2 separate regions of the Gossypium arboreum genome follow, and region 2 is linked to region 1. Evidence: chromatin contacts called from public Hi-C data. All regions are on one chromosome and are shown on one strand. Each heading gives the region's core, a stretch centred on a gene start, on an enhancer-like site or on the middle of the called end of the contact. The rest is flanking DNA. Distances are from core to core; before and after follow the strand shown.

Region 1 (2,527 bases), core at 18-2,517:
CTTCTTTATCTACAAGTATCCTTTTGTGCTCTAATGGGAGGGAAGAAAGACAATATTGAAACTCTAGTTTAACATCACCCAAGCATCCTTCAATCATCAAACTTAGTGACTCACTGGAACCACTCTTATTGTAACATTCTAAATTCTGTGTAACTTAATTGCTATAATAGATATTATTAGATGCGAGTTTAGCTTTATGTTTTTATTATATTTTTAATTAGCAATTTTAGATTTTTATTAAATATGATAAATTTTTTCATCAAATTTTTTATATATATAGTCTTTAATTCGTCCACAAACTTTTTTTAATCACATCTAATAAAATCTTATAGCAAAGTGGTTAGAAATTTTGGTACTATCAAATTTTGGTCATGGCAATAACAAATTTTTTTACCCAAAAACAAAATTTCTTAGAACGAAAGCCGTTAGATATTTTGGTTCTTCCCAACTAATTTTTTTTTATTTAGTTCAATTTCAATATTTTAAATTAACTCGTATGAATAAGATATCACAATATAGATAAATGAATTGAATTTTAAATATATTAAGAATTTGTTGTCAGTCGTGATTAATAATTAATTGAAAATTAAATATATTGTCTTTGTTTATTATATATTATGATGGCAATTGGTACTTTAATTAAAAAATTAAATTTTGATGTATAAAAATTTTGGTTTGCAAAACCAATAACAAAATTTCTAACGAAATAACAAGATTTTTAAGACAAAACTTTAAGATATTTTAGTATATCGAAATTTATAATGAAATAACAAAATTTCTTAAAATATATAAAATAAACTAGTTTTATATGATTTATAATATATATACAAAAATCATATACACATATACAATATCTATATATCATGAAAAGGAAAGAAATAATATAATATTAATTTAAAAGATGTATTTATATTGGACACAACAATTTATAAACCTTTCAAAAGGAAAGGTTGTGTCTTTTCAAATAGCCATATAGGAATTTTTGATACTATGTATATAGACACAAAAAATACGAATCGATATATGGAATTGAGTTATGAAAGAAGATTATTATTAAAATTATATTTTTTCTCTAAATTTCATTCTAATTAAAAAACTTTAAATTTTAATTCTAATTTTATAAAAAAAATAGTAACTCTAAATAAAATGTTACACATAAAAATATATCGAGTTAGAAGCGTTTTCATAAAATCGACTTATTCTCAAGAAAATAGCCTAAACATCTATTTTTTTTTATATCGGGATTCGTTGTGGTTCATAATGATATTGTTTCTAAAATTCAATTATGAGAGTAGAATCTGAGTTATCACAAGAGAGTAAAAAAAATGTTGATTAAACGAAAATATTGGTGATGGCAAAGGGTGTCGTAATTTGCAAAACGATTTTCATAACCGAGTTTAGCAGGAATCACGAATCACGTGATATCTCCACCCTAAAGAGAGACACCCAAATCTCGTGTCCGGTCGGGTGATCGGGTCCCTCAAGCAAGGCCCGCGGCACGTGTGACACGTGTTTCCCTCGCACGTCCGTAGATCCCCGCTTAATACACTCCTATCTCACACACGCCCCATTCGTGCTAATTCCTAAACTTCACACACACATTACATGCTCGCCAATCTCGCACACGCGTGGAGCCCTAAGTCTCACGCGCTCGCTTCTCCCTCTTTCACGCGCCCCTCTCCCCTGCCGGCAATCCCCCCGTTCTGGGGCCTTCTCCCTAGCTTTTTGTTTCTCATCAGCTCCGGAGGAATTCTGGTTTTACCACACCGGAGGTACCCTCCGGTCGCCGGGAAAAAATAGGTTGGAGTCGAGAAAGTGGAATTTGAAGAGAAAGTGAAGGATCAGATATGTTTCGAAGCTTCATTTCTAGCAGATTGAAGACTGTCTGACAGTTAGGGGAAAAAAAACTGAGACTTTACTTTCAAGGTAATTTTCGAGAGAGAAGACGTTATTTTCAAGGCAATTTTCGAGAGAGAACTTTCAAATTTTGCTTGGCCATGTCTTTTTAGTATTAAATTCTCCAATTTTCTGGGAAACTTGTTATTTTAAGTTCTAGAGAAAATGTTTTCCTTTCCTTTTTCTTCTTTTTGTTCTGTTTAAGTCTTGTGATTAATGTACAACGGAGAATTTAGTTCAGTACTTAAAGTCTTCATGTGGTTGCTGAGAAAGCGTTGGAGAAGTGAAAGCAGATGAAAAATAATAAGATTTGACTCTTCTTTTTAAGGTTTCTTTTGTTTAAATTATCATGAACAAAAATTTAAAATCCAAATAAGACAAATAGTTTACTAACTGACAATTCTTTCTGAGGTCTAAGAAGCTTAGTAGGTGCCTTATAATGATTATTGTTATTATTTGGTCATTGTGTTAGGAAACATGTAGATTTGGAAGTTGGAGCCATGTCTAATTGGGGTGTCCTTCCTCCCCCTTTCGTGTAATAATATGAATTGAAGTTGTGATTGTTACCAGGAAAATTTGAAATCTTGGGCCGGGAAAACTGGTTGCTTCATTATAAGAGAAATCAATGGTA
Region 2 (2,527 bases), core at 13-2,512, 640 kb after region 1:
GAAATTTGAAAGGACGCCCCTTGGGTAAGGAGTGAGCTGGATTAAAATTAAGAATAAGTGGTTGGTGATCCGATTTAAACCTAGTAAGGTGAGTAATCAACAATCCAAAAAGGCTTGAACCCACGCTTCATTCCCTAAAGCACGATCAAGACGCTCAAAAGTCCTCGCTCTTTGCCAAGTAAACAAAGGACCACTGAAACCAAAGTCATGAAGCCCATTAAATCGACAAAATCTCCAAATTAAGAGCACGTTGTCCCACTAGACCTCCCTCCTTTTTTCTCATCAGAGGACAAAATAGCATTAAAATCACCAATAGTTAACTACGGGATCGAAGCAGAAGGGATAGTAGTCTTCAGTTGCTCCCAAAGCAATCTTCGTTTCCTCCAATTAGGACTACCATAGACAAAAGCTATAAAGACATACTGAGAAGAAACACTACTGCAAATACGGACCAAAATGAATTGAGGATGATTACGTATAACCTCAAGATTAACAGTATTTTTCCAACTAATCCAAATGCCTCCTGAAAATTCTACTGCTTCAACTCGGTGAGAGTACTGAAAACCCAACTTGTCAATGACTTCATCAGTTTTTCTCCCACATACCCTTGGCTTCAACAAGCTAAAAATATCTGGTTTAAAACTTTGTGTTCGCACACCCTTGACAATTCCATGAAAGAAGGGAAAGATTCAAATCCGTTAAATATTAAATCAACACAAAAAAAAAACTAACTTACAAACAAGGGGCAAATTTAAAGACAAGTTACTTCCCTGACTCCTTACGGCCATCATCTGGAGCATCCTGCAGAGACTCAACCAAATTTCTCATCGACTCGTGAAGAGGAACCTGAGTACTAGAATTTTTAAAAATATTTCCTCTATCACGAATGGTCCGGTTGAGCTTCTTGCCTCTCCGTCTTCCATTAAATTTTCCGCCAATAATTCTCACACCAGTATCCGCAAAGCCACCACCCACCTCTGTAACTTGACCCTCACCCATGTCTCCCAAAGAATTTGGTTGAACATTCTCCTTGAAAACAACTGTAGAATGTTTATTCGAATCTAAAATACTTTTCTCTAAAGAAAATAGCACCTCCGAATTCCTTTTATAAATAGGATTAAAGTGAAAGAATAAGGCATAATTATTCATGGCGCAAGAAGAACTTACCCTAGATCGATCACCAATTTTTCCCATTCACGGTTTCGCTGTTTTGAACAGTAGGAAAATCCTCCAAAATTAAAGGCATCTGGACGTCCTTAATATGGTCTGAAAATGCTGGACCTTGAAAACCCTTTAACCTAATTCGACATTTGGCGAAATCAGGTCTATTAGCTAAATTAATAAAGCCCAGACCATTGGCTTGCAAAGGATGGCTCCCTTGACCCGTTGGACTTGGAACACTCCAGCGGAAACAAAGCCATGTCCACTCTTCCCTTTTCCATTAGGCTCCTTAGCCCCAACAATCAATTTGTGGCCCACTGATTTCCTATGGCCCATAGAACTATCCTGTCCAGACTTTTCAATCAACGAAATGGAGCCTTATTTGCACCGACAAGATTCAGAGAGATAAAATTCCCAGCTTGATTAGTGCTATTGTTCAAATCCCCTTCACGAGTCTCCCCCTGAAAATTTTCTGTTTCATTTAGGGAATCCAACACATTAAATCTTGATTTACCTGCCAAATTTCTAAGATTTTCGGCACTAATCTTTCTAGCATCCCTTGAATTACACCTACTCCTCCTCTCGACAAGCATCCACGGACCATAGGCGTCATTAGCATCCGTTGATTCCTTCCCCACCGGAGCTGAAATAATCGTTTGATCTCCCTTACCGGACGATTTCCCTTCAAAATCTGCCCCTGGAATAATCACCTTCGACGAGCATAACTCCTTCATGTGTCCATAACAACCACATGAAAAGCAAACAGTAGGTAAATATTCATACTCTATTCTTTGGAGGGGCCCGTTTATCAGAACTTGTGAGACTAAAAGTTTGTCCAGACTGACATTAACCACCATACGCGCAAATCTTCCCCTTGCTCTGCTATCTGTGTTGAAGTCTAGCTTGCCAACCTTACCAACCATGCCCCCAATCTCTCATAATATCTTCTTTTTGTACATATAACCCGGTAGCCTGGGAATTCTAATCCAGGACATGACCACACTAGGAAAGGGTTGTGTTAGATCAAAGTCAATGGACTATGGCTGAACAGTTAAATATTGGCCAAAGATGATCCAAGGTCCTTGAGAGAGTACCCATTCGTAACCTTTTTTATTCTGGAATTTGGCCAAAAAATAGCCATTAGCAATATCCATCAAGATTTCCACAGAGCATAAATTTTGTTTTGGAGTGCAGCATACCTTATGCTCCTTCCTAAAAGCTTGATCACCACAGTAAAAGACATATCTTTGATCAACAACTGGTTAATTCTCTCTGAAAACTTAATAGAATGAATGCCATTAACAAAAGATCTCATAACGTCTCCCTCCACAAAGGCAAAGTCACCATCTTCATCAATACCCGATCC

What was found. Hi-C and Micro-C count contacts between places; a contact is called where the count stands out from the background.
Region 2: a contact with region 1 is called in a Hi-C map of leaf, with 2.9 times the contacts expected there. The contact joins the promoter of LOC108469967 here to the promoter of LOC108476313 in region 1. A contact is called at or near these places in 2 of 5 Hi-C or Micro-C datasets (both in leaf).

The regions. Positions count from the first base shown.
Region 1 is chr8:24,293,384-24,295,910 of ASM2569848v2, forward strand. It overlaps LOC108476313 (beta-amylase 7), which reads left to right and starts at 1,268. Exons shown (of 11, transcript XM_017778491.2): 1 at 1,268-1,926; 2 at 2,369-2,527.
Region 2 is chr8:24,933,364-24,935,890 of ASM2569848v2, forward strand. LOC108469967 (phosphomannomutase) reads right to left here and starts at 1,263. Exons shown (of 12, transcript XM_053017990.1): 1 at 1,168-1,263.